2 separate regions of the Sus scrofa genome follow, and region 1 is linked to region 2. A link is a contact called in public HiChIP or PLAC-seq data. All regions are on one chromosome and are shown on one strand. The core of a region is the stretch at or near the end of the contact, and the rest is flanking DNA. Distances in the headings are between cores, read along the strand shown. Region 1 holds the start of INPP4B (type II inositol 3,4-bisphosphate 4-phosphatase). Region 2 holds the start of USP38 (ubiquitin carboxyl-terminal hydrolase 38).

Region 1 (3,912 bases), core at 1,139-3,638, 210 kb after region 2:
GGGCACGAGTGGCTTAAAGTTCAAGGTTTGTAAAAGTGGCTGCTGAATGAGTTTAATAAGCCATAGAAACATCTGAATCCACTAGGCTTATTTGAGGAAAACACCACCAAATAACTAAAAAAAGGTAAATATCAGGCTGTGGATGGATTTTTAAAATGTCATGTGGTACATGCATCTGATTCATTCTCTCTTTCTCTCTCTGCTCCCTCCCTGCGCCCGCTCCAGAATTTAAACTTCCTAGATGATATGCATAGGTATGTCAGCCTTTCCCCAGCAGTCCTGTAGATGGTCTGGAAAAGGTCTTGGTCAGCATGATCTATGTCTGGCTTTGAATTACAAGAGGGTTTTCTGGGTATCTCACTTTAACTGTTCATTTTCTCAAAGCCAGTTGCTGCATCTATTTTACAACTCTGTCTTTTGGAAGGAACATTTTAGTACTTCTGGAACTTTGGCAGTCTTCAAACACACACACACACACCCAGAGCTCCCTTTAAAGTTAGAGGACAGATATGTTAAATGTCTTTTGAACTGAGTGGCAAAGCTCTGGCACCCTGATGTTCTGATATTCTTTCACCCTTTCTGTATTTTAAGAAAAGGCTGAAACTCTTGTCCAATGAAAAAGCTGTCTCGTTCTGCCAGCAGATCTCTACAAATAGGATTTATCCATTGCTTCAAGCCGCAAGTATGACACAGGTGTTTTTTTTTTTCCCCCAAGTGGGTGTGTTGAGAACCACCTCATGCAGGAGAAATTTAATTGTGTAATGGGCCCCTCCGGTGTGAGCCACAGCCTCACAGGGCCTGTGTAGACTGCCTGTCCCTTTTGTCCCCCCTTCTCTCCCTCCAGCTCTCCTGTGATGGTGGCTGAATGTACCAGAAAAAGCTTGAAGAACAGGGAAGGGCCGCAGGGGAGAATGGGCCAGGCCCAGTTTCTGGCCCATAGTGTTTTTTAATTCCTTTTGTAAACATTTATTGACGCTAGGACGTTAGGCATTGTTCCAAGTTCTGAGGAAGAGCAATAGGAAAAAACAAACAAACAAACAAACATCAAAGTCTCTGCTCTCATTGATAAAGCTTCTAACCTGCTGGCTGGCAGTGAAATGCTTGCGGAGAGAATGGATGCCTAGAGTAGGAAGTGACAGCAGGGGTGACAGGTGGGGACAGCTACAGCTTCCCACTTGGTGTAACATTAAGCCCTGACTTAACCCAAATCGATGTTACCATCCTAACTTTGGGATTCCAGTCTCTCTGCGTGGCAAATGTAACCTGAGCATACTGGTATTCTCACTCCGCCTTATTATCTTTTAAAAGTGCCCTTACCGAGGGTGCTTGCCTGGACTGGGGCTGGCATTCCCAGCTTTACCATTACCTTTGAGCAGCTCAGTCAATACCTCTCCACGAGAACCGCCAGGTGGCACCTGTAAGGCGCAGATGGGGAGAGGCATTTGCCCCACACCCCGCAACCCGGAATAGCCAGGCAGCTTGCCTTCGCCCGTGGGCTTGTTTGCGAGGAAGTGAGGGAGTTTTAGCCTCGGTTCAGACTGCGCGATTACGTACCCTGTTTTCCTGACACCCAAACAGACAGAGCGTAGATTTGTCTCCACGCGCCGGGGCTGCCAAAGGCGTGACACACGCCTGTGGGGAACAGCTCGGCCTCAGTCCCCGAGCAGAGACGTGGGGACTGCGGCGGGTGGTCGGTGGGCTGCGCTGAGCTGGAAGCCTCGCCATTGCCCAGGTCTCCTCCGCCCTAAGTCCGGGCCCAGGCAGAGGAGTAGTAAGAGAGACAGGTCCCAGAGTGGTGGCAGGCAGAAGTCCGGGGAACGGGGCGGGGACGGGGGGAACGTCGCTTCCCTACCCTCCCGGACTGAGCCCGGTTCTGGGGCGCCCCCTTTCGCCGTTTAAAAACCCCTGTGGTTTCCGTGGCCCCGGCCGCGGCGTGGCGGCCTCGGGTCACCTCTCACCACCGCTCCGCAGCGGTGCTCCTGGCAGCACAGGCTAGGGACCGTCCCCGCTGGCAGAGGGGCCCAGCAGAGGGTCGGGGTGCGGGGTGGCGGTACACAGAGTGAGCCTGTTGGGGTCATTTCAGGTTGGGCGGCGGGGACATCAACTCCACTCCATCGGTAGTGGGAGGCGAGCTGCGCCAGCTGCGCGACTCTTGCTGCCGTCGCTGCCTCTGTTCGGGCGCCGGTGACATTGGGAGGAGACCGCTGGGAACCAGCAGAAGAGGAAGAGGAGCAGGGAGGGGTGGGATTGGAGGGGCGGGGGGGGTGCGGGGGGAGAAAGTAGCGATTGTGCCAGGGGAGCATGTGAGCAGGGGAGAGGCGGCCGCGCCGGCGACAACTTCTCCGGGGCGCGCGCGGCGGGGCGGGGAGCGAGCGGGGAGCGCGGCGGGAACCCGGAGCCCGAGGGAGGCGCGGGCGCCTCGGGGAGCAGCCGCTCGCGCCCTGCGCCCTGCGCCGCCGCGCCGCCGGCTCGCTTCCTCCGGGTTCCCAGCCCGGGTGCTGAGGCTCCGGTCTATAAATAGCAGGTTACAGCTCTCGCTAGGCGCGCACACGCTCACCCGCGAACGCCGGAAAGTCAGGCTAAAAGTGTCTGCTGCTGCTGCTGCCGCCCCCCACTCCGCCTCCAGGAGAGGTAATTACCCGCCGGGGCTCCCAGGGCCGGGTGGGGGGTTTGGCCAGGGTGGTCTGGGAGGCGGTGGGGAATGTGTCAGGCGTTGGAGCGGGTCTGAGAGCGGGGTGGGGGGGGTCACGTCCTGGCGGGGGGTGGTGAGGGAGTCTTGTTTGGCATTAAGTTTCTCAGCCTGGCAGCCCCGATAGCCCCATACGGCCCTCGCGCCTAAGGGGTGTGGTGCGCTGCCTCTCCTCGGCAGCAGGAGTACCCCTGACCCCCGCGGACACTCTGGCCCGGCGCCGCTCGGTCGGGCCCACGCGCGGGTTCACGTTCATCCTCACCCCTTCACACTCACTCTCAGGGCCCCGGGTTAACTCCGAGCTCTGGCCTCGCTGACCTTCCAAGGCTGCGCCCACCCTCGCGGTCCCTTTGGAGGGGCTGCGGTGGCCAGAGGGAGGGGGGGCTCGCTCTCATCCCTATCCCGGCCACAAAGCTGCCAACGCCGCCCGCCCCGGGAGAAGTCGCCTTCAGGGCGAAGGGTGGGGGTGGGGTGGGGGTGGGAGTGAGGGTGCTTGATACTGGGGTCTCAGTTGCCCCGTTTTGGGCTTTTCCTAAAGAGTCCCTGTCATGACCACCCTCGTTCCACTCCCAGCAACTCAGCCCGCTACGTGTCTCTTCTTGGCAACCAGACATCACTTGTCCTCCCACAGAGAGGTCCTTCTAAAGGGTCAGAAAGCCAGGGCCATGACTTGAAAGCGCGGTGGTGGTGCTGCTGGTGGTACTGTGTGTTGTGGGGGGAGCATCGTTGTTTGAAGTCTGAAAACTGCGCTGCAGGGTCCGCGAGCTCTCAGGGCACCTCTGGCACGGAGCACCCAGGCCAGGGATGTTCGGAGCTAGGGGTCGTTCCTGAAGGGACTTTCAGGCTTGTCGCTGGGACTAAGACCAGGATGCTGGAGCTCCAGGTACCTGTTTTTGCCCCTCCCTTTGCCTCTGAAATCTCCTCCCTGTTGGGGGGTGGTTTCTGTCCCTAGAAGATGGAGAGGCACCAGCAGTTTCTATTTGGGGACTAGAGGTTTATAAGGGTGAGGATGTGCATGTTGATGAGGTTGTTGCTGCTGCTGCTGCTCCTGCTCCTGCACAAAACTTACCGGAAAAACCGGGGAGGGTTTTCTCTTACTCTTGTTTTAATGATGAAGATTCACTTTCCCTTTCCTCTCCCCCCCCCCCCATCTCCAGAACTAGGTTTCCTCCCTTTCTGAAATGTGTTATTTGAGGTCATTACATTTTGTGACTCCAGGTGTT
Region 2 (3,504 bases), core at 122-2,621:
GAATGTTCTCCCATTAAGATGTTTTCAGAGCAGGGAAGCAAACGCGGTGTGTACATGAGAGGCACATATTAAATTTCCAAGAGAGATTTTCTTGGGGTGGAAGGACCCTTACCTGTGGAAGAAATGCTTGCAAAAACTTCTTGCAGGGAAGGCAGCAGGGTGGAGGGCTCCCCCTTCCAGATATTCTGCAGCAAGTTACTCACTTTTGTCACCTGCGAGACATATTCCCGCAGCTCTTTCTCCTGGGTGGACACGCACTGGAAGTGGCCTATCGTTCGAACCAGCTGTTGACAAAAAGTGATGGACAACTTCCCCTTGGGGATGCACTGCACGAAGTCGCTCAGGAGGTCGCTGAGTCGGGCGCACAGGTGCGGCTCGGGCCTCTCACACACCATCCGATGCACCTCCACCTGCAGCAGGCTGAAGAGGTCCAGCACCGAGGGGCAGCTCATGATCAGTTTCAAGCCGTTGTGAATGTAGTCCAGGATGGCTACGTCCTTCCTGTCCAGCGAGTGGTAGCCCTGCTGAAGGAGGCCCAGCACGAAAGTCTTATTGAAGAAGGACTCGAATTCTGGCCGGTGGTACCGCGCGTAGGCCTCCAGCACTTGGTGGCCCACTTGCCGCTGAAAGGGGTCCTGGCCCTCCAAGATAAGCCGGGTCGTCAGGTCAAACATGGCCTCGCACTGCGCCTCGTCCAGCCAATTCTCCGCCGACTCCACCACCTTCCTCACAATCACCCGTTTTAGGGGCAGGGGGTGCGAAGAGCTCACCAGGCCCTCCAGGATCTTGTCCATTGTCGCCACGCTGCAAAGCCAGGGCCAGGTGGTAAGGAGCGGGCAGCCACAACCCCGAGGTGTGCCTGGAGAAACCCGGGACGGAGGTGAATTTGGAGAGCAGCAGCTGGACCGACCACCGCCACTGCCTGCTCAGTAGCCTCATTTATCGGGCAGAGAGGGCCATCCAAGCCCGGGCGGGAGTTGGCAAGCCTGGGGCGCGTAAGAACCGGCACCGTCAGCGGTGGGCCTAAGAAGCCAGAGGCCCACACTCCGCCGCTGCCCCGGGCCCGCGGTCCCCTTCAGCATCAGCGCGGAGAGGCCAGCGGGGCCCCCCGGAGGCGGCGGACGTTCAGGCCCCGGGGCTGAGAGCGGGAAGATGAGGAAGTGCGCCTCCGCGACCCGTGGCAGATGTGGGAGTCCGGACTCCAACAGGTCGCGGGATAAAACCCGCCCTGGGTAGAGTCAAGAGCTGCTGTCACGGAGGGTGCCGGATCTGCCGGGGAGAAGTGGAGGTGGACACCCTTGACCCGGATGCAGAAGTGCAGCAAACAGGAAGTGAAGGAAATCGGAACTTCGGAAAGGCCCGCCCCTCCGCCCCTCCGCCCCTCCGCCCCTCCGCCCCTCCGCCCCTCCGCCCTCCGCCCCTCCGCCCCTCCGCCCCTCCGCCCCTCCGCCCCTCCGCCCCTCCGCCCCTCCGCCCCACCCTTCACCCTCCTTCTCCGCCCCAGCTCGTTTACACACTCCCGGGCTGCGCTCGGGGGCCCGCCCCGCCCCTTCGGTGCTACGCAAGCGCGGCCGCCTCTCTTGGAGTCGCGCGGCGACGCCCCCATCGCAGGGGATCCTTTGTAAGTGGTAGGCGGCTTTTCTGGAGGAGCGGCCAAGGAGCGGAAGTGTTAGAAGTGGCTGCGATTCTAGGATTCCCACCTTCCGATCTCTGGATCTCTGTCCGTTCTGTCCCGGTCAGGTTGCTTGTGATAGGCTGATAAAAGTTTATTTATGTAAAATCTTGTTAATGAGAAAGTTTTGGAAGCAGGAGTAGAAAAGCATTTGGGGAGAAAGTAAGGAAAAGAACTCAGAATTCGGATTGAAGGCAAATCGTTTAAGGTCTTAGATCTTTCATCAGTAAATGAGCTAGGGTTCTTAAATGCCAGTGCTTTACTCTTACATTGTGGTAAGGGATGTGTTGGCGGCAGTATACATTTGGAAACAGTTGTCAATAGAGGTTTGCTTTAGCAAGCTTTTAGCAAATCTCTTTCTCTCTCTCTCTTTTTTTTATTTGTAGGGCTACACCCGTGGCATATGGAAGTTCCCAGTCTAGGCGTTGAGTTGGATCTGAGCTATGTCTGTGACTTACACCACAGCTCGCTGCAACGGGGTATCTTAACCCACTGAAGAGGCCAGGGATGGAACCTGCATCCTCATGGAGCCCAGTCGGGTTCAAAGGTTCTTTACCACTGAGCCAGATGGGGAACTCCAGCAAATCTCTTTTAAATGAGCTTTTATGGCATATGGAAAATTTGTAAGTTGTCCAGAAAATGGGTGTAGAGTAAGGTAAATGATAGGTGAGAAAGAACGAAAGAGTATTTTGAAAAATAAAATACAAGCTTAAATTTTCATAATGTTTATATGTATGCTAACACTGAAGATGGTTTATAATGAAGAACAGATGAAGTCATCCTCCTTGTAGTCTTTCAAGTTAAACTGCAAAGATTCACAGTAAGAATTTAGTCTTTAATCAGAGGCCTTTAATTTGGAAAATATTGCCTAATTATAGCCCTGTTAAGTCTTCACCAATGTAATTGTGAAATCATTAGTGGCCTGTGATACTGACAAACTTTAAAAAATGGTTCATTTAAAGTATCCAGTGGAAAAATGAACAAATTGTAAGCTATTTACTTTGCTAAATAGTGTTTTGGTTTTTACCAATTTATAAAATGGTTATACTAGTATATTTAACACAGCAATTAGGGTAATCTTAAAAAGAATAGCAGTTTAGAGGAGGTAAGACCTGGGTAGAGAAAACCTGAGACCGAGTTTTCAGAAAGAGATAGAAGATAAAAGATAATTGATGGATCTAAAAAGCAATCTTGCTACAACACAGGAATAGCTTTGGAACTTTTTCTTTTCCAATAGATGGAAGATAGAACTACGGAGAAAAGTTTGGCTTTGCTGGGAATGGTGCCAATACTGGAAGACAAAAATAAGGTAGAAAGCAAAGTATTATGGATGAATTCCTCTGTGGATTTGTTGATATCCTGTAACTTATATACTAAGGTGTAAAAGTGAAAAATACTCTGCTTTACATCCTGTGTTATGTGATAAGGGAAAGGAAACAGAATGTTAGTTTTATATATATTGATATATAATCTAAGCAAATTATTACACATTCATAATGAAATAAGCAGGAAATGCTTATGTCAGTTGCAGCCCAGTTCCTATAACTAGTCATGTGGTTATAATTGGTATTTATAACAACCTTTTCCAACTATCTATTCTGTCTTCTCTTTTCTGTCAACAAGTGCCTCAGATGGTTGTGGTTCTTTGCATGGTGGGGTGACCCAAACCTTCATTCCTGAAGAGTTTCAACCATTAGTAGTCCTGCCTGGATTGATTATTGTAGATTTCCATTGACTTTAATAACACAGCATGGTCATACTAAGAGATGCATTAATCTCTTCTATTCCAGACTGAATGAATTCCTTATCTCCATTGTGGAGTTGCTGTCCAA

Evidence for each region. HiChIP or PLAC-seq counts read pairs in DNA pulled down with a chosen protein or histone mark.
Region 1: an H3K27ac HiChIP or PLAC-seq map of alveolar macrophages shows a contact between it and region 2. The contact joins the promoter of INPP4B here to the promoter of USP38 in region 2. A contact is called at or near these places in 2 of 47 Hi-C or Micro-C datasets (alveolar macrophages and embryonic fibroblasts) and 2 of 2 datasets of contacts at active chromatin or transcription factors (alveolar macrophages and skeletal muscle).

The regions. Positions count from the first base shown.
Region 1 is chr8:84,809,694-84,813,605 of Sscrofa11.1, forward strand. INPP4B (type II inositol 3,4-bisphosphate 4-phosphatase) reads left to right here and starts at 2,389. Exons shown (of 30, transcript XM_021100673.1): 1 at 2,389-2,631.
Region 2 is chr8:84,599,673-84,603,176 of Sscrofa11.1, forward strand. USP38 (ubiquitin carboxyl-terminal hydrolase 38) reads right to left here and starts at 1,372. Exons shown (of 10, transcript XM_021100666.1): 1 at 113-1,372. The coding sequence starts at 794.